Regions from separate parts of the Mus musculus genome. Here all the other regions are linked to region 7. The links are chromatin contacts, called in public HiCAR-type, HiChIP or PLAC-seq and promoter capture Hi-C maps. All regions are on one chromosome and are shown on one strand. The core of a region is the stretch at or near the end of the contact, and the rest is flanking DNA. Distances in the headings are between cores, read along the strand shown. Region 1 has its middle 22 kb from the start of Ndufb5. Region 2 has its middle 15 kb from the start of Gm35425. Region 3 holds the start of Mfn1 (mitofusin 1). Region 4 holds the start of Ndufb5 (NADH:ubiquinone oxidoreductase subunit B5). Region 5 holds the start of Gnb4 (guanine nucleotide binding protein (G protein), beta 4). Region 6 has its middle 130 kb from the start of 1700017M07Rik. Region 7 holds the start of Dnajc19 (DnaJ heat shock protein family (Hsp40) member C19).

The links. Promoter capture Hi-C pulls out the DNA fragments that hold promoters and counts their contacts. HiCAR-type assays count read pairs that join an accessible place to other places. HiChIP or PLAC-seq counts read pairs in DNA pulled down with a chosen protein or histone mark.
Region 1: an H3K27ac HiChIP or PLAC-seq map of embryonic stem cells shows a contact between it and region 7, with 4 times the contacts expected there. The contact joins the enhancer-like site here to the promoter of Dnajc19 in region 7. A contact is called at or near these places in 5 of 39 promoter capture datasets (the C10 cell line, hippocampal neurons, liver and 2 more), 1 of 484 Hi-C or Micro-C datasets (CD4 T cells), 3 of 115 datasets of contacts at active chromatin or transcription factors (embryonic stem cells, large pre-B cells and pro-B cells) and 2 of 9 other capture datasets (adipose tissue and embryonic stem cells).
Region 2: a contact with region 7 is called in a promoter capture Hi-C map of embryonic stem cells, with 4 times the contacts expected there. The contact joins the enhancer-like site here to the promoter of Dnajc19 in region 7. A contact is called at or near these places in 5 of 39 promoter capture datasets (the 3T3-L1 cell line, embryonic stem cells, hippocampal neurons and 1 more), 1 of 484 Hi-C or Micro-C datasets (CD4 T cells) and 2 of 115 datasets of contacts at active chromatin or transcription factors (astrocytes and embryonic forebrain).
Region 3: a contact with region 7 is called in a promoter capture Hi-C map of pre-B cells. The contact joins the promoter of Mfn1 here to the promoter of Dnajc19 in region 7. A contact is called at or near these places in 4 of 39 promoter capture datasets (hippocampal neurons, liver and pre-B cells), 1 of 484 Hi-C or Micro-C datasets (CD8 T cells) and 2 of 9 other capture datasets (adipose tissue and liver).
Region 4: a promoter capture Hi-C map of liver shows a contact between it and region 7, with 4 times the contacts expected there. The contact joins the promoter of Ndufb5 here to the promoter of Dnajc19 in region 7. A contact is called at or near these places in 12 of 39 promoter capture datasets (the 3T3-L1 cell line, the HPC-7 cell line, cranial neural crest and 8 more), 8 of 484 Hi-C or Micro-C datasets (CD4 T cells, Th1 cells, bone marrow-derived DN2 thymocytes and 5 more), 4 of 115 datasets of contacts at active chromatin or transcription factors (astrocytes, embryonic stem cells, large pre-B cells and 1 more) and 4 of 9 other capture datasets (adipose tissue, embryonic stem cells, liver and 1 more).
Region 5: a contact with region 7 is called in a promoter capture Hi-C map of liver, with 5 times the contacts expected there. The contact joins the promoter of Gnb4 here to the promoter of Dnajc19 in region 7. A contact is called at or near these places in 2 of 39 promoter capture datasets (hippocampal neurons and liver).
Region 6: a contact with region 7 is called in a HiCAR-type map of astrocytes, with 4 times the contacts expected there. The contact joins the enhancer-like site here to the promoter of Dnajc19 in region 7. A contact is called at or near these places in 4 of 39 promoter capture datasets (embryonic stem cells, hippocampal neurons, liver and 1 more), 2 of 115 datasets of contacts at active chromatin or transcription factors (astrocytes and stem cell-derived neural progenitor cells) and 1 of 9 other capture datasets (embryonic stem cells).

What each region holds. Positions count from the first base shown.
Region 1 is chr3:32,758,060-32,760,759 of GRCm38.p6, reverse strand. No RefSeq gene overlaps it. Among named protein-coding and RNA genes, the nearest start is that of Ndufb5, 22 kb to the right of the region's middle. Within about 2 kb of position 1,324, at least 6 of the 459 cell types and tissues checked have an H3K27ac peak or open chromatin away from gene starts, as enhancers often do. A contact at or near this core is called in embryonic stem cells, where this site is marked.
Region 2 is chr3:35,331,813-35,334,512 of GRCm38.p6, reverse strand. No RefSeq gene overlaps it. Among named protein-coding and RNA genes, the nearest start is that of Gm35425, 15 kb to the right of the region's middle. Within about 2 kb of position 1,387, at least 40 of the 459 cell types and tissues checked have an H3K27ac peak or open chromatin away from gene starts, as enhancers often do. A contact at or near this core is called in embryonic forebrain and embryonic stem cells, where this site is marked.
Region 3 is chr3:32,528,122-32,530,821 of GRCm38.p6, reverse strand. Mfn1 (mitofusin 1) reads right to left here and starts at 1,340. Exons shown (of 18, transcript NM_024200.4): 1 at 1,127-1,340.
Region 4 is chr3:32,735,807-32,738,506 of GRCm38.p6, reverse strand. It overlaps Ndufb5 (NADH:ubiquinone oxidoreductase subunit B5), which reads right to left and starts at 1,444. Exons shown (of 6, transcript NM_025316.2): 1 at 1,302-1,444. The coding sequence starts at 1,425. It overlaps Mrpl47 (mitochondrial ribosomal protein L47), which reads left to right and starts at 1,752. Exons shown (of 7, transcript NM_029017.2): 1 at 1,752-1,865. The coding sequence starts at 1,768.
Region 5 is chr3:32,615,180-32,617,879 of GRCm38.p6, reverse strand. Gnb4 (guanine nucleotide binding protein (G protein), beta 4) reads left to right here and starts at 1,290. Exons shown (of 10, transcript NM_013531.5): 1 at 1,290-1,441. It overlaps Gm52622 (a long non-coding RNA gene), which reads right to left and starts at 1,269. Exons shown (of 2, transcript XR_003954599.1): 1 at 603-1,269; 2 at 1-477.
Region 6 is chr3:35,140,088-35,142,885 of GRCm38.p6, reverse strand. No RefSeq gene overlaps it. Among named protein-coding and RNA genes, the nearest start is that of 1700017M07Rik, 130 kb to the left of the region's middle. Within about 2 kb of position 1,250, at least 25 of the 459 cell types and tissues checked have an H3K27ac peak or open chromatin away from gene starts, as enhancers often do. A contact at or near this core is called in astrocytes and stem cell-derived neural progenitor cells, where this site is marked.
Region 7 is chr3:34,080,010-34,082,709 of GRCm38.p6, reverse strand. Dnajc19 (DnaJ heat shock protein family (Hsp40) member C19) reads left to right here and starts at 1,356. Exons shown (of 6, transcript NM_026332.4): 1 at 1,356-1,524; 2 at 2,428-2,479; 3 at 2,553-2,626. The coding sequence starts at 1,522.

The DNA.
Region 1 (2,700 bases), core at 75-2,574, 1.3 Mb after region 7:
AGTCTTCAAAAAGTATAGTAAATAGGTATAGAGAAAACAGACATTCTTATCTTAGTCCTGATTTTAGTGGAAATACTTGTTTTTCTTGCTATTCCGGTTGATGTTGTCTATGGGCGTGCTGAAAATTGTCGTTATTATGGTAAAGTATGTCCCTTGTATCCCTAATCCCTCCAGGACTTTTTATCAAGAATGGATGTTGCATTGTATCAACATCCTTTCTGAATCTAATGATATAATCCTGCGTTTTTGCCGTTCAGGCTGCTTGTGTGATTCATTTCATCTATTGATATTCATATGTTGAACCATCCCTGCATCTCTAAGATGAAGCCCACTTGATCATGGTGAATAATCTTTCTTTGATTAGGTTTGCAGTTTATTGAGAATTTTTGCATCTATGTCCATAAGGTAAACTGATCTGTAATTTTCTTTCTTTGTTGGGTCTCTGTATGGTTTACAGAGTAATTGTGGCTTCATAAAAAGATTTAGGCAATATTTTTTCACTTTCTATTTTGTGGGATAATTTAAGGAGTATTGGTATTAATTCTTCTTTGAAGGTCTGGAAGAATTCTATACTGAATCCATGGGCCCTGGGTCTTGTCTTTTCTTTTGATTGGGAACTTTTTAATTAATGCTTTTGTTTCAATAGGAGATTACAGGTCTGTTTATAGTGTTGATTTCATCCCCACTTAATTTTGGTAAGTTGTATATGTAAAGAAATTCATCCATTTCTTTCAGGCTTTCCAATTTAGTGGAATACAGATTATTTTTAGGTATATCCATATACCTCTCTGAGTTTTCTTGGTATTCTTTTGTAATGTCTCCCCTTTCATCTGTAATTTTATTAATCTGGATCTTCTCTCTATCCTTTGGTAAACTTGGCTAAAGCTTTGCCAATTTTTTTTTTTTTACTTTCTCAAAGAATCAATTCTCCGATGCATTAATTCTTTGTATTGTTTTTTGTTTCTATTTCTTTCATTAATTTCAGCCCCAAGTTTGATTATTATTTCTCACCTATTCTTTTCGGCCATTATTTCTTCTTGGTTTCCTAGGCCTTTCACGTGTGTTGTTAAGTTTCTTCAGGTTTGGGTGGTGCTGGTGCTGGTTTGGGTTTGTTTGTTTTGTAGTTGTTGTTGTTGGTTTAGGATTTTGGGGTTTGGAGGTGTTTTATTTTGTTTCAAGACAGAGCTTAGCTGTCCTAGAACTATCTATATAGACTAGGCTGGAACACACAGAGATCCAGCTGCCTCTCTGTCTCCTAAGCACTGTAATTAAAGGCATACCTGCACCATCACCCCACCTGGCTTTTTTTTTTTAAGGTCAGTATGTAATCGTAATGACTTGCCTCCCAGTGCTGCTTTCATTGTGTCCTGAGGGTTTGGGCGTGGTATGCTTTTGTTTCCATTCAGTTCTAAAAAGTTGTTAATTCCCTCGTGACCCAATTCGTTCAGTAGTGAGTTCCTCAGTTTCCACGATTTTGTATGCTTTCTGTTGTTTATATCCCACTTCAATCCATGGTGGTCAAATAGGATGCAGGGTGTTATTCCAATTTCCTTAAATCTGTTAAGATTTGCTTTGTGTCCTAATATGTGGTCAAATTCACAGAAAGCCCCATGAGTTGCTGAGAAGAAAGTATATTTTTTAGTGTTTGTGTGACATGTTCTGTACATGGTGGTCAAATAGGATGCAGGGTGTTATTCCAATTTCCTTAAATCTGTTAAGATTTGCTTTGTGTCCTAATATGTGGTCAAATTCACAAAAAGTCCCATGAGTTGCTGAGAAGAAAGTATATTCTTTAGTGTTTATGTGACATGTTCTGTACAGGTCCATTGTAAATGATGATTTTGTTGGATATAGTAGTCTGGGTTGGCAACTGCAGTGTTTCAAAGCTTATAGAACACCACTCCTGGCCCTTTTGTATTTTACAGGGTTGAGGTCTGCTCTATTGTATTGTAATGCTAAATTCTATACTTAAAGCCTGGGCCAATGAGTGAATTCTCATGTTTACAAGCTTTTGTTATGCAAACTTTGATCCTTATTTTAAAATTGTTGGTTATGTAAAATTGGCTACAGCCAATTACTGGAGGGACTAGAGGTAGATGGCTTTTGAGTTACCTGGTTGGGAGTGGAGGAGTGAGGCAGAGAGAGACCATAGGGAGAAGAGAAGGCACCCTGAGAGGAGAGGTGCCATGAGCACATAGCCAGGAGGAAGAGCAAGTATTTGGGAAATGCTGCTGGGAAGGTAGTCAGGCCAGCAGTTAGAAAAGTAGATTAAGGGTTAATTATCAAAGCCAAATAAAATAACCATAGTCTGAGTCTCAGTTATTTGTAAGTCAGACAGGGATAAGCTTAAATTTGTTGTACTACACAGAGTCTCCCTTGAAAAGTCAGACATTGCTCTAATGGGCCTGTTTTTATATGTGACTAGTTCTATTTCCCTTACAGTTTTTAATATTCCTTCTTGTTTTGGTAGTTATATTTTTGCCTTAGTTTAGGGTTTTATTGCTGTGAACAGATACCATGACCAAGGCAAGTCTTATAAAAGACAACATTTAATTGGGGTTGGCTTACAGGTTCAGAGGTTCAGTCCATTATCATCCAAGTGGTAGCATGGCAGTGTCCAGGCAGACATGGTGCAGGAGGAGCTGAGAGTTCTGCATATTCATCTGAAGGCCCCTAGGAGAAGGCAGACTTCCTGGCAGC
Region 2 (2,700 bases), core at 138-2,637, 1.3 Mb before region 7:
AAACGCTCCCTGTATTAGTTTGACATACTAGCTTCCTTCCCCAGCAACTTCAGAGTTATTTGCAAACAGAACAAATTAGTACATAAAAAACAGGTTTTGTCTCCTATTGTTTTGAAAAATGTAGGGCACAAGAATGAGCAGTGGCTCTTTGAAAGTGCAGGGGTACACATTATAAGTGCAAATGTATATTTATTACACATGTCCCAAAGAGGCCACTGCACTAATAAGTACTAGGCAACCCCTGCTTCCCCCTCATTGCTCCAGCAGAGCACATTTGGTACCCACCACAGAGGACTGGCTAGATGTGGCACTGGGTGTTTCTGTTGCTTCAGGGGCGGGAACTTCTCATATAACTCGCAATCTGCTTTGTAGCTTTTGGAGGAATACAATTTCATAAATGAACAAATTAATTTGGAGCAGATAACCACTTGATGATTAAGTAATGATTCTTATTGCATGGTTTTGTTTTGGTTTTTGGTTTTTGGGTTTTTTGTTTTTTTGGGTTTTTTTGCATTAAAAAGAGACCATTACAACTTTGGGTTACACAAACTGTTACCAAGACAAACATCTCCTAGAAATTATAATGCATATAATGTGCTTTCTGCCCAAGTGACCCTTCACTTCCCCACAGAGAGCTCAATCATTTTATTGCATTTGGATTAACAATTTATTACACACACTGATTATCTTTAGCCTTTTTAAAAAGATGTGTTACTGGTTTTAGTGTCATTATATGCAAATCAAGAGTCTTTACTTCCACATAGTTTTATCATTCTCATTCTAAAAACTGTAGGATTACGTTGTTTATTAGGTCACCTCTGGCCTGTTGTTCATGTGCACTTTTGGGTAAAAAGATGACACCCTTTTCAAAGTGCTTTAGTGATAACTACTTAACATTTTAATTGATTTCATGATCATTTGGAAGAAAAAAGGAATTCAGAATGAGAGAAACAGGAATTAGTCAATTTAAAGCTCACTGAGAACCAAAGCGATGTGAAATAACTTAGAGAAGCCCCTGTTCCAACCCCGAAGGGAAACAAAATTCTTAAACTGCAAACCTCTCATTGTGAGCGTTTCTCTCACAGGGTCCTTAGAGTTACACTGCAAATTTCTTTAGTTATAATTGACTGATTTTTTTTCCCTCCCTGAGGCCGACAGCCCGGATCTCCTGGCCCCACCACCCTCCTTCCAATGCGAGTTCATCTCAAACTGTTGTCTAACCTTCCCCTTAATCCATCTCATCTTGAGCTGATGGGAACTGCTTTCGTTCCTCTTGGGGAGGTAATGAAACAATCTTCTTATTCACTCGGTTCCTCGGGGCCAGCACCGTGCAGCAACAACAACAACAGAAAAAGCAAGCGCGCACCCTGATTAATGGCTGCTAATTAGCAATGTTAATGACCAGGTGTCCCGGAGCAGGCAGCTCCTCTCAGCAAGGAGCGGGCTCAATGAGGACCCTGCAAATCCTTTCCGTGACCCTTCCCCTCAGGCGGCAGTAAGGAAACTGCTCAGTATTCCCAGGAGAGGCCCAAGCAGGGACCCAGGCTTGGACCCAAGTCCCCAACCTTCCGTCTAGCGGGTCTTCCATGGATTAAAATTAACATTTCTGGCCCCCCAAAATGCACAAAGGTAATGAAGTGAGGCGATACACTCAAACTCTCATTTGTCAGGAGACTTTTTTTCCTCCCCTAAATGGAAGCTGTAGTTACTATTCACAGTTCCGTGTACATCTGTGCGCTGATCAGATATTAGCTCCTCTGTATCTTTTCAGTCTGGGCCTTTATTATTCCCGAGTAACTCATGGGAGGGGACCGTCTTTGCTATTCAGCACAGGTGACTGAATGGCCACAGCTCACCACAGCTGGAATCCTGCTCTGAAAGTGAGGCCATCTTGAAAATCGTTCCCTAGTTAGAACTGCAAATGCTATTAGCTTTGATTTTGGAGTCAGAGAATTATTGTACCTTTGAAACAAATCAACTGAACAAAACCAAGAGCTTTATACAAAGACCCCAAAATTATTTTTTACTAATTAGAGTAGGCTTCTTTTTTTATTGCTGACTAGAAGGTTGAGAAGTGACAAGTCTTTGCAGATAATTAACCATTGACTCTGTTGCCAATTGGTGACAGACTGATTCTGTCTATGAGTTACACAATTATTCATTTTCTCTCACTGCAAAATAACCTGTACTTTTTCTAAGAAGTGTGTGTGTGTGTGTGTGTGTGTGTGTGTGTGTGTGTGTGTGTATGTGTGTGTGTGTTGTTCAGATTGGAAGAAATTCACTGAAATGAAAGAAAGCATATCAAGTCACTTTTTTCTTTCCTCTTTTAAAACATGCTTTTTTTCATATCTATTTAGTTCTACATCTGTCTCTCTCAGGTTAGGAGAGCATCTTGGTTGATTTACAAATACTTTAAATGCGTTGTTAATGGAACTTACATTAGATACTATTGGGATATGTTTCTTTTTTTTTTTAAGAATATACAATTTTCTGGAATACAGCGCTGTTATAAAAGTTACAAACTTCTCATAGATGAGGAAATACAACCCATATACAACAATCCATAAGCGAGACTGAAAATGATTATTGTACGATATTGGGAATGCTGGATATGCCTATAGTGCTCCGATGAGAAGGTAGAGACAAAGATTGCAATTTTGAGGCTAACCTGGAGCTACATAGTTGTAAGATATCAAAACC
Region 3 (2,700 bases), core at 91-2,590, 1.6 Mb after region 7:
AGAAGAAGAAGAAGAAGAAGAAGAAGAAAGAAGAAATGAAATGTGCATGCCTCCAGGGCTAGGCAGATGTCTCAGTGCTTTAAAACACTTGTTGCTCTTCAGAAGGACTTAAATTGGTAGCTCACAACCACCTGTAACTCCAGTTCCAGGGGATCTTATGCCCTATTCTGACCTCAAGGGCACTGCGCAGAAACTGTGGTGAAACATGCATCCGTATATGGAAGAAAAACATACACATTAAAAAATCTAAAAACAGAGCAAACATTTAAAATCATGCTTAGTCTGATACCTGCTAGTTCATGCCTCAATTTCCTAATAGCAAAAAATTAACCTGGCCAAATAGATAAAATACTTTTTAGTATTATTTATTTATTTACAGAAACCATGTTAGTCAGAAACCAAAGATTACTCTCGAGTGATCTCCCATTAAAAAAAGAGAAATTTGCCTCCTGTCATGTTACCTGTAATTCAGTTACTCAGGAGTGTCACACAGGAAAAGCTGAAAATTCAAGTCTACAAGAGGCAACAGAGTGAGATCAAGGCTTGCCTGGGTCTCTCAGTGACACTCAGTTTAGAAACCGGTTTAGGGATACAATGGCATTTGCCTAGCATGGGAGACCTGGGAGGGGCTCAATCTTCAATCCTGGAAGAGTAGATATGTAAATAAATGTAAAATCGGTAAAAGCTAGTAACAAAAATCTTGGTTGTAATCCCTAATTTATTTTCCTCGAGTGAAGATGAAACTAGTTTAGCTAAACTAAGTTTCCCAGTTAGCGAAGAAAATAAAAGAATGCCCAAGTCTTAATGCAGTACAGACACCAAGAAGGTAGCAGCTTTCGTCACAATTACGGAGTCAAGACTTAAAGAAGGCATGAAGGAAGGCTTCAAGCCAAAGTCCCCAAACTTAAAGGAATGTTGAATTTAAAGTAAAAGACGTTCTACCTGGAAGCTCCTATGAAAAGCCACCAAAGACAAGCACACGCTAACGCTGGTGTGCGTGAAAAGAAGCGCCGTGGCCACCAGGAGGGTGGCTCCCTCCGGAATCCTGAACTGACGGCGCGGAGGAGGTGCGTGGGGAGAGGAAGCCGCGTGGGCCGAGAGCCTGCCCAGCCGGGTGGATTCCTACCTGGACAGGGCCTTCCCTCAGGCTGGCCGCCCGTCGCCCTTGCCCGGCCCGCCGCCCCGGCCCGTCAGGGCGCTCGCGCTGCGCCGGTCCGGAGCTCGAAGGTCACCCCGGACGTCGCCACCCGCCAGCGGACACTCACTCCGTCCCTGCTCCCCACTGTCACCCAGCAACCACAGCTCCGCCACAGCCCCCTGGCTGTCTCATCCTCCCGAAAGAGGGGAGGTGCCCAGAGGAGGGGCTAGGGGCGGCTACTTCCGGCGCTTCGGATCTCCTATTGGCTGACGCTTCGAGACCAGAACTGCATATATTGCGGGCGCCATTTTCCTTCAGGGCTGAAGGCGAGGTTTGTTTTGGGCAGGAGTTCTTATTAACCACTGGGCTGTTTTCTGTTCCACCTTCCAACTCCTCCCCTTGGTTTTTCCCTTCAGAGTTTTCAAAGCTCAAAGGCGCCAAGTGTGAAAAGATGTCCATGGTTATCTGAGGGTGTAGGGGGAGAAGTACCCCAAAACCACATAGATGTTTATCATGCGGGGGGGGGGGGGGGGGTCGTCAAAACTTTGACTTTTCCAATTGCTCTGGTCTTGATTGGTTTTCTGGGGTTACTGGAGTGAGCTGTGTGTGTCTACTTACTGTAAGAGGTATTACTCAAGAAAATTAATTGTTCATGATTTAAACTTTGTTAGGAATCACCTGGGAATCTTGTTAAACCATTGATTGATTGATCGAGGGTGAAGCCCAAGGACTCTACATGTTCCACCTTCCAAGAGAGGTTTCACAGCATGTGTCCTGAGAGGTTCTTTACAGAGTTAGCAAATGAGATGCTTTTGCCAGGGAAGCCCCTTTATCCATATGAATGGCAGCTACCTCATCTATAAAATACTAAAAATGCCTACTTCATGAATTGTGGGAAAGTAAATGGGTTAGGGTGTAAAGTGCTTAAAACATTGATGGGCACCTGCAAAAGTTGGATAAATAAAAATAAAAGTTGGATAAAAAAGTTGGATAAATACAGTGAATGAGATCATTTCAGACTATGACTGCTATTATGGGGGGGGGGGGAGATCAGGACAAGAGGATAGAGTGAAGAAAAATGAGCAAGGTGGAGCCAAAGAGGTATGTGTTTTCTGAAAGGATGTCATTTCTCAGGTCATTTCAGGACTGTTACTGGGAATATCTGGAGAAAAACTGTCCAAGACACATAGGAAGGACAGTGCTAAAATGGATGAGTTAAAAAAACAAGCATGAGCTGGGCGTGGTGGCACACACCTTTAATCCCAGCACTCGAGAGGCAGAGACAGGCAGATTTCTGAGTTTGAGGCCAGCCTGATCTACAAAGTGAGTTCCAAGACAACCAGAGCTATACAGAGAAACCCTGTCTCCAAAAAAAACAAACAAACAAACAAACAACAACAAAAAACAAAACAAAACAAAACAACAACAAAAAGAACTCACAAACCCGCTGTCACAGCCTCCCAAGTGCTAGAATTCAGATCTGTGCTCTCACTCTGCCTAAATTTGAAGATTTTTGTTTTGGGTTGTTTTTTGGAGACAGTGTCATTTTATATAGACAGTCC
Region 4 (2,700 bases), core at 195-2,694, 1.3 Mb after region 7:
CTGTTCTCTCTGGACAGGACATCGGCTCCCCGTGGTTCTCTCGGAACTGCAGGAGTGAGAAATAGTCCAGGAAGAGAGGGACCACGGAGTCTCAGCTCAGCTCAGCTAGACTACAGTCAGCACTTCTGGGGAAGGGTTCAAGGGATCTCTACTTGTGTATCTGAGGATATTTACAATAAAAAAGTGATGTCAAAAGGATATGACCAAGAAGTGTCAGCACATGGAGTCTGCCTTCAGTGTAAATTCCTGCTGGGTATTTTAAATGCACTGATCCTTTCCAGCATGTTCCAGAAGGTCCCTATGCATACTGCCTCAATATAATAGGCTTTAGGGCAATTTGTGTGTGTGTCTTTCTCTATATTAGACAAGGCAAATTGTATATCTCTAACCAAGGCCCTCTCTATGACTGTCCTGAGACCTGAGCTCTTTACCCCTCTTAGGCTCCTTTCTAAGAGAACAGTGGTTCTCAACCTTCCTAATGCTGCAACCCTTTAATGCAGTTCTTTGTGTTGTGACCTCCAACTATAAAATTATTTTCACTGCTACTCCATAACTGTAATCTTGCTACTGTTATGGGTCACAATGTGAACATCTGTGTTTTCCTACGGTCTTAGGTGACCCCTATGAAGGGGTCGCGACCCGCAGGTCATATGAAAAGCATGACTGCATTAACATACAGCAGATACAATCTGGGCTGAACCCAACTTTACACATTCACTCGCACTAGTCTTTTAAAAAAAAAAACAAACATAAAATATTTTCGTGGCCTTCTATGATGTTGTGAGGTCCACGGACACAGTTATTACCGTGCCTAACGGGCCTGTCACCTGGAGCCTTTTTACACTCGTGCCTAGGAACACCATGACAGCCTTCACTTCAGTGCGCTTCTCAGCAACTTCCTATCTGCGGGTTGGAACCAGCTGCAGGTGCCACGCACCCTGATTCTGCCCTGAGCCCAGCGACGCAGTGCAAGCCTGCAATCCCAGCCCTCGGGAGCCGGGACAAGTGCAGCCTCGGATCCCCGAGACCCTGTCTCAACAACGAAGTGTGTGCAGTTGCCCTTGGAGACGCGGGCAGCAGCTCCATGCCTGCCTAGCCTGGCAGCGAGGGAGCAGCGCCCAGCATGGCGTGGCAAGGCGCTTCGCAAACGCTGAGCTTAAACAAGGCCATCCGATCTGCAGCAGCTCTTCACACGAGAGCCCCAGGCCGACTTTGTCCCCGCTCTCTCCCTCGGAGGTCCCCAAGGTCACCTGGAAACAGCCCTCCCACCTCTCACCCGCGTCTCCGAGGCCGCCACCCACCGACAGTCTTCGGAAAGCTCCGCGTGAGAAAACTTCCGACTCCGAGTCTAGGACCAGCGCGGCGGCAAGACAGCGCTGTCAGCGCGGAGACCGAAGCCCGCTGCAGCAGGCTCATGGCCGCCATGGCTACACCGGCCACGGAAGGAAGTGGGGAGGGCTAAGGGAGCCGGGAGGGACAATCCACCAGTGAGGGCGAACGCTAGAGGAGGCCATATTGAGTGAGGGCAGCGGCCCGTTCCTGCGAGCTTCACAGGCAGGCGCTGGCGGACAAAAGTGACGACATTGTAGGTGGGGCGCCCAAAGAGAGCCCTGTAAACTCTATGGCAGACTTGGGAGATTGAAGCGAGAGCCGTGGGAGCGGCCATGTTTAGTAAGGGCAAAGCCTGTTCCTGTTTGCTTCACTTGCCTCACGCCGCCAGCGGAAGTGACCTCGTGGACACCGACACTGTGGGTCTCCATTAGAAACATGGCTGCGACCAGTCTAGTGGGTATTTGTAGAAGAGCCTCAGCGTTCCTGAAGGCAGCTTGTTCCCTAGTAAATCCCAAGGACGCTGCTCACTCGGGGTAAGTGGTGAGAGAAGAAATGACTGCCTCCGCCTTTGGGCGCTTCTTGCAGGATGCAACAGAGCTCTAGACAGGCCACCGCGGAGGCAGAGAGCGTGACCTTGCAGTCGCCTATCCTGGCGCACTAGTCCTCCTGCGTTCTGTCGCCGCGGGCGGTGGGAGCATCCGCTGCTCGGTGCTTCCTCGGACTCGCAGTGTCCTGGGGCTGGGTCGGTTGGGAGGGAGGTTTCCGAGGAGTCCTGAGCTGTGAACGGAAGGCTTCCCTCGGCGTCTTTGTACACAGATTGTCCGGCAGATGTTAAGTGATGAGCGTAGCTACGGCAACAGAAGCTGCGTCTGCGAGTGTGAGAATGACAGCTTACTCTTCACTGACACTTGCCAACAGGGAGCCGAGTTTTAGAAATAGTAGAGAGCAGATTAATTGAAGGAAGCAGTCTCTTCTATATTATTACACTAACTTTGCAAATTAGCTTTTTAAAACCTTGCAGAGTTGTAATTTGATCAGGGTGGCAAACTTGAATAAATGATTTCGTCTTCCATTATCTTGATCTGATGCCTTCCTTGACCTCTGACGGTATCAGGCACACACATGGTGCACATATATGCAGGGAAAACATTCAGATACATAAACCTTAAATTTGTTAATGAAATTATTTCAGTATGTGTGTGTGTGTGTGTGTGTGTGTGTGTTTTGTAAAAAATGAATACCTATCACTCAGAAAAGAGGCAAAATATTTTGAAGACAGTAAAACCAGTTATGCATTCATAGAACACATTGCCGTTTCTTTTTTAATGTTGCAGGTATACACTTGATTTTCCATCATTTCCCCAGGAC
Region 5 (2,700 bases), core at 41-2,540, 1.5 Mb after region 7:
GATGCCATCAAAAATTAGACCACTCCGGCTGCAACCTACCATCCTGACTCTTTGACGTGTAAGTCTGGTACTTCTTCATTTTCTTCTAGTATTTAATTAGGGAAAGCAAAACTTTGGGGAGAAACCACTTCATCATCCTGGTATCTTGGTGTTTTCACATCTGTGGTGGGGTGGCTTTTACACAGAGCAGATCTTCTCCCCAGTCACATTCAGACTGCTGTTTGGCCTCCTTGCCGGTAGGTATGAGTGGCTTTTATTCCAGGTTGATATGGAGCAGCTGATAAGGAAGAATGGAAGGCCGCGGGGGTGCCAAGCTCTCCTGATATTCTTTAAACCCTTCTACAGCTCTGCAAGCCTCTTTTACCCAGCTCTGTTTCTTTAAATTGTTTGACGTCAGAAAGAGAATGCTATAGCAACCGTCTGTCAAAGTGGAATTAACTCCGAAGAAAGATGGGGGTGGGGAGAGGAGCAATGCCCCTGCAGAAGAAACAAATTGGAGGGAGACATTTAGTTTATAACATGTTCAGTATAAAACGCCGGAGAAATGCGAACAAAGTCGCTTGAGATGCACTGAGGTGCACTAGTGTTTAAAGAGCAGAGACCTGGCAGGGTGCTGGGAGAAGGCCTTCCAGTCATCAGTGACCACAGAGTAACTTCCGAGAGCTGACAGTCAAGAGGGCAGGCTCTGTGCGAGCATAGGTTTGTTCAGGAATGTTTACAGCACGTTCTGGTGTTGGGGGTGGGGAGGAGGGCAGTATCACTAGCTTCGTGTTCCCAGTGAACCTCGGGCATCCACCGACGGCTGCTTGGCTGGATTGACTTCAGATTTTAGAGCCCAGTAATTGCAGACTGCATCTGTGGCTCTCCTGGCTCAACCCTGCAGCCCGCCAGAGCAGAGCAGCCTAGGCCAGGCCCAGGCGTGAAGAAGTCAGGCACTCAGCTTAGACGGCGCGTCCAGGGGCACACTGATAAATCGAAACTGCAGGGGATGCGCTTTCCGCTTCCCAAAGCCGCAGAAGCTGCACGCCTTGCCAGCGCCCACCCCCTGCACCCTGGCCCAGGCCACGCGCGCGCCCCCGCCAGCCCCCTCCCCAACACACACGCACCCTGGCCCTGCATGCGCCAATCAGCCTCCACCCAGGCCAAGCGCGTTCTGGGTTCCCCGAGCCCCTGCAAGCGCCCCCCGCCCCGACCGCGCTCGCTCCCGCCAGCCCCGACCCGAGCCACGCGCGCCGCTCTCTCGGCGCGTTCCCAGACCCTCTCCCCGGCCTCGCGCGCCCCCGCCCCCGCCCCCGCCCAGCGCGCCGCGCCCGGGTCCCCGCCCCGTCCGGCGTGCAGGGCTCTGGGTGTGGTCGCCGTCTTGTGTGGTGGAGCCAGCTAGCGGTTCGCGACCCGCAGCCGGGCGCCCAGCAGTAGCGCGGTGGTGGCGGCCGGGCTCCAGGTAGGTGGCGAGCGCAGGCGGCGGGCGTCAGGGCTCCGTGTGGACGCGGGTGGCGGGCGCTGGGCTCCGTGTGGACGCGGGCGGCCGGGCGCGGGGCTCCGTGTGGACGCGGGCTCCCCTGCGCTCTGCGAGGCCCGGGACGGCCGGAGGGTGCGTCCACCCGGGAGTCTAGAGGACGGTAGCTGCAGAGAATGCCCCCCCCCCCAACACACACACACACACACACACACACACACACACACACACACACACACACACACAGCCTCCCGCCATCTCCACCAAGTTCTCCACGGGCTGCTGGAGCCTCAGGTTGTTGTTTTTGGACTGATACTATGTCCCCAAAGCTTGGTTATTTTTAAGGTGGGTGATAACGGATTTTGGATATTTGCAAGTTTAGAACTAGAGAAAGCGGTTATTTTTTCTCGTCTTCTCCCCGCATCTCTTTCTGCGTTTTCAAAGTTGAGAGAAGGCTGACAGTGGTGGGTGATTTTGTTTTCTCTACTCCTTTCCCATCCACCCCCCCCCCAAAAAAAGGTGAGTATTATAACCTGCTGTAGACCCGCGCCCTACTAGGGAGTTGCCTTAAGACAGAATTGTAATTATTAGTCCCTTTCAATATCGCGAACTCGGACGGTGGTGACCTTTTATATATTTCAGCTTATCAGGATGTGATGGCTGGCATGCTAATGTGAGAGGGAGAGAGGTTGTCTTTTACAGGGGTCTGACCAAACTGTATATCTGGTCTTTGCCAGCATTCATTGCTGATTCTGAAAGTTTACTGTATATTTTAATATTTTGATTAAGAGCACTTAAGGAGTCTTTTGCTTTTGCATTTGGGTTTGCTGGTGAATTTGAAACCGAAATAGAAACTTTAAAAATATCATTTAATAAATATTGCCAGACCTCTTGTCTACACGTTATTAGACCATGACGCTGATTCTTCGTGCTGTGGTTTGCTTAACTGCATGCCTTAAGCCTATGAGCAATACACAGGAAGCAGTTCTGAGTTGCTGGTCTTTTATGAATAAACATTTCAGCGTGTGTTTTTACTCCTTAAAAATAGATCCTGAAATAGATCCTGGGACAATTTCAAAACTAAGAGTGGTATCTAAGTTGGGCTTTTTTTTTTTTTTTTTTTTTTTTCCCCATCACCAAATATTGTCGGAGAGTGAGTGAATTCTCTGATTTCTTTCAGGTGTGTTATTTAAGTTTGGTGGTTTGGCTATTCCTTTCTTTGCCTTGCTGGCTAGTTTAATCAG
Region 6 (2,798 bases), core at 1-2,500, 1.1 Mb before region 7:
TCCTCCTTTTTGAAAGGAAATGGTTAACCAAAGTAACACACAACTGGTAAAAGAGATGACCAGGAATGGTACAAAATAAGCTTCAGGCTTATTAATTGCAGATGTGCTAAAGCATTTTATTTGGAAACTCTTAAATGGTTCGTGTCCAACAGACCACCAAATGGAAAAGGATAAAGGTTTTATTGCTTAAAAAAAGAGAGAGATTGTCAGGTAGACATTCGTATCTTCATCCCTTGCTATGATCGTAATTCTGATGGAGTTGAGTTGACAAACATGCCATAAGCAATGCTCCAAATGCCATCAAATTATAAAAAATGAGTAAGAGGGCATTTACAGCATAGCCAACAAAAGAATGTAAAGTTTGCTTAAAGAGAGAAGGACTGTGGTGCAGCTCAGTGGCTGAGCACAAGCCTTGTCTATACATGAGGCTGAACTGGATCCCCAGCATCACAAAACAAGCCAAAGGATGTTCATATTACATGTGATGCTGCTATATGTCCCACGACTATGCTGTGTTCTGGAAACCTACCTCCTCCTCCAACCTCCTCCTCCTCCACTCTAGTTCCTGTCATCCCCCAGGTGTGGTCTCCACCTGGGTTCTTAATCTCTGTTTCCTCATCACGCTTGAGCCCCTTTACCAGAGGAGTTATCTCTGAAGATGCCTCTTCCAGATCAGCTCGTAAACACCCAGAGCGTTTTACACACTTCCCTCCCTCCAGCAGGCATGACTGTTTTTCGTAGCTCACGGGTGGCAGTGGCCTTCTTCTGGGAGCAATGCCAGAATCTGGTCCAGGAAAACTCTGAGGCAACTTTCAGGACCTTTGTAATGGATGCTACCCGTTGCCACATTTTATCTTGGTTTCCTTGGGAGAAAGCAACCATGCTTCGTTCAGACGGGCAAGCCAAGTTCGCTTTCTGATGCCAAACTGGCAAGGACCACAGAGCTTGGTGTTGGTCTGTGGATGGGAAAAGGCATCAGGAAGAGTTTCTGACTTTTTACATCTTTTGAAAATGAGCAGCTGATACATTAAATTTTTTGTCAGGGAACAAGCATCAGATTGCATAAATAACTCATTTGAACAGCAATCACCTCCCAGTCACTCAGCTCTCTGGCAGTTAACAAAAAGGTTTTAAGATAGAAACTGGACTATTTAGCTTTCATTAATCATTCATACTGTTCAAACACATCACACAGTAACTGAAGAGGGTTATGGTAGCTAAGCTTGAGTCTGTTGTGGAAAGTAAGTTTAACTTTCTATGAACTCACTGGACACAAAGAGTGTCCCCTGCTTACTATTCCAAATGTCACCAGCTAGAAGCAAACGGATGATTACGAATGGTAATGAAATACCTCTGAAGCCGTTTGTACACTAACAAAGAGTTACTGTCAGAACTTGAATAAGGTCCATCTACCCATTTTCAAAGAATGTCAACATTATATAAGGGGTAAAGCAGACAGCAACAGCTAAATACACAAACAAATAAGTTTCTGATAACATTTCCCTAGAACACAGTTTTCGTCAAATTTTTTTTTCTTGGAAAAGGAGAGATCAATGAAAGCATCTCACCTCCTTAAATCATTTCAACCCCACAGTGGGCCTCGCAGGAGTTAGGAGAGTTTTAGACATTCCATCTTTGTGTTCTGGATTTTTGGGGCATGGGGGCAATGGAGATTCCTGGGTTGAGTTTCTCTGGCTGATACTTGTTTTCTTCGTTTCATTTGTTCTCATCTTCTTAAGTGAAGCAGGGAAAACAGGGTGAAATTTTCTGTGTTCTGTCTCTAGGAGAGAGAAACCCAATAATTGCTGCTTCTTGGAGGCATTGGTTGGCAGCCCAGGAATTTCTTGATGGACTCCTCTGTTTAGCTGTTCCTGAGGACCAGGGTGGTGGCTTCTCCTAGGCTTCAACTGTGCCCTTACTAGGTCTGCATCTTTCTACTGGGATGAGACTCCACATTTTATGAAGGAGCCAATGAGTGGAAAATACCCCATTGCTTTTGAAACGTACCTAAAATCTCAGGGCACTAAGACTAAAGCTGCGTGAAAGTTCCTGAAAGGGAGGGTCTTTATGACAACCTACAGAGGGGCTGTTTCCTCTAGAAATAAGAATCTCATTTAGTGTGTTTTAAGGTCTTTAGTAGAGCTCTTTTGCCAGGAGGAGAACTACTTGGGAATCTGATGGTTTCATTTAGTTCTAATGAGAAAAAAAAAAAAAAAAGAGGCAGATGTGGTAGCAGCTGTTATAGGAGAAGCAATGGGTAGCGAGAACGCAGACTTATTGACACCCATGAAGAATGCTTAAAGGCGTTGAGAAAGAAGAAAAAAAAAAGATCTTGAAGACACAGAATTCAGTGCTAGGAAAAATGGGTGTATAAAACATAAAACAACATTTTATATCGATCAAGTGATTTTTTTTTTCCTTTAAAATTATCAGAAGCTGTTTAAAAGAAGGGAAGAATGTTTGACTTGTGTTCTGAGAAGTCTAGAGTCTAGGGCAGGCTTCTTGGAGGGATTGATCTGGCTTAACAGTGTCCCTCTGACCCCAGCAGTCTCAGCTCTGCCTTCTGTTCTCTGTGTAAATTTTATTCCAAGATTGACCCTCTACATGTAAGGTAGCCGCCCACAATATCTGGACTGCATGCTTTCTTAAATTCAGGTGGAGAGGGCAACATGGGAAAGAGATGAATGCCTTTCTCCTAAACAAAGTCCTGAGTTTCACTCTGGAATGTTCTTACCTTGGCAGTAGGAGGAGGCTTAAGTCAGTGACTCAGTGCTCTCTCCTCAAATCAAAACAAAATA
Region 7 (2,700 bases), core at 107-2,606:
GCTGACAAGGCATAGTCGTCTGATCCCATTGTTTCTGGATGTGTGGTGAAGCAGAACCTTAGGATGGGGAATGTCGGACCTACCAGCAGAGATGAATGATGGCCAAGAAGCAAAGAAAGGGAGGAGCTAGAGACAAGAACCTGCTCCGCATAACTATGATTCAGCTACGTCCCCATCACCTCCCACCATCCACCAAGCCAAGAACCAACTGATCAATCCACTCATCTTCTTAGAGCCTTTCGATCCAGTTACCTTCCCAATACCCTACCTCTAACACATCCCTGCCATGAGTTCTTAACACACACACACAAACACACACACACACACACACACACACACACACACGAATCCATGCATGAGCCTCTGAGAGACAGCTCAGATTCAAAGCACGACAAGTGAAAGTCCAATCCTCACAGCATGCCTGGATTTCATGTCTGCCCACCTAGCCAGGAGAAAGGAATAAGTCTCTGCCTAGTTTCTGTACATCCATGCCCACAGACATGACACTCCCCACAGCTACACCACAGAAACAACCCATGAGAAACGGAAAGATAAGCAAAATATGATACATTCACACAATGGTCTTCTGACAACAAAGGGGAGAAGCTTGGGGAAGTAGCAGGCGAAGACTGGCAAGATTAACAGGAATTCATTGACAAAGAACAGCTACCTTAGTTTCTAGCTTCCCTTGGGGTCACATATGGCTTTTATATTCTCACAACTTACAGCCTTTATGCAAAAAGACAGCTCCTAGTCACTTTCCTTCTAGTCAAGTGCATTTGCCATGCTTAGGCCAAACAACCACATGCTGTGAGCAACACAGGTACAAGAAGCTCTTTTAATTACACAAATAGTAAGTCAGGCTAAAACAGGAGAGAAAAAATTCATGGTGAACACACAACAGGAGCTGTATTTTTAGTGAACAAATCTACATAGCCTGAAGCAGACATCAGGAAGGAAGATGGAAAAAAAAAAAAGACTGGAAAAAATCATTTTCCATATCGTTTCTGATGTTTATAGATCTAACTACGTTCCAAGCCAGAAGAAGAAAGATGTCTCTGCAGGCCATGAAGATCAGCCTTGTGGCTTCTTGACATCTACTGGCGACAGCCCAGGGTAGCAAAAGATGCACAGAAGACAAAATAAATGCCTCATGTGAAAAACAACGCTACTTCCACGGGGTGGGCGGAATAACCTATATAAAGCAAAGTTAGGGAGATAGGTTTTAGCGGGAAAGCCTGTTTTAGGGCCGGATATTGGACTTGCAAGTCAGGAATCCCGGGCAGAGGGCATGGCCAGTCCCGCCCCAGTCCGACCTCTCCGTCAACCGGAGTTGGTGAGGCCCTTTGTGCGGCACTTTGTGCGACAGTTCCGACGCACTTTACGGCGCCGCTGCCGTGTTGCGCGGCGCTAGTGGAAGTGGCGGCATCGCTGGCTCGGCCCTGTCGTTCTCCACAGCTGTACCGTGGCGGTGGGCTCGCGCTGGGATGAGCGCGCGGTGCCGAGCCGCGGAGTGGAGTCATGGTGAGTGGTCGGCGCTGACGGGCTCCGAAGGGGCGCTGGGCGGATACGGAGACTGACCTTTACTCCGGCCTCCGGTGGCTCCAGCTGACACCCCTTATCTGCTTGCAGGCAGGCACACGTTTGTGCCTCCTAGGAGGTCGGGCTGTTACCCCACTACCATCTCCGCACTCCTCCCCTCTTTACGGTGGAAATACCTTATGGGATCAGGGAGCCTTTGCAAGCACTGTTTCCAAATCCAGCAGAAATCTTATTTTCACCGGTCTTGTCTAAACTAGAAAGGGGTTCCAATGCCCAAGGGTTAAAGTTCTCTTCCATGGCTGAAAAATCACCATCTTACTGTTGTGGGTAAAGATGACTTACCCTTTTCTTCTTGGTGAAAATCCCATACTCTGACAATAAATTGTGGATAAAAATTGCAGTAGTTTAATTTTTTTTTTTTAAACAGGGTTTCACTTTGTAGTCCTGGAAGTCCCAGAACGTACAGAAATTCACCTGCCAATGTTTCCCAAGTCCGGGGACTAAATGCAAGCCGCCAATGTGCACCACGTCCAACTGCAGTAGTTTTAAAGACATATTTCTATTAGAAAAAAAAATGTTTCTTCCAGCAGACCCTGTGCTGCACTCTGTAAAGTCCCAGTTGCTTAGAGAGCTAGTCGCAAATTCGTGGGCAGCCTGGACAATTTTAGCAAGACTCCACCTCAGAATAAAAGTGTTGGAACTTTGAGAAAGGCTGGAGTTGTAGGCACCTTACCAGCATGAGACACACACTAGGTTCCATCCCTAATCCTGCCCCAAAAGGGAAAAAGAACCCACCTTTCACCAAAATGAAGGTCGTAATGAGTTTGGCTGCGGAATAGGTAGCAATTAAGAGTAGTAAAGACTTGCTCTTCTCCTCCATTACAGGCCAGCACAGTGGTAGCAGTCGGGTTGACCATTGCTGCTGCAGGATTTGCAGGTTTGTCTGTGGGTTGGGGGTGGAGCAGACTGGTTATGCATGGATTTGCTTATTCTGTTGCTTTTGGTTTTAGGCCGTTATGTTTTACAAGCCATGAAGCATGTGGAGCCTCAAGTAAAACAAGTTTTTCAGAGCCTACCAAAATCTGTAAGTGAACCTTCTTGCTAACTAACTTGCCTGTATTTGAAGCCTGGAGCTTGCCTGTAAGGTGAATTCCACAG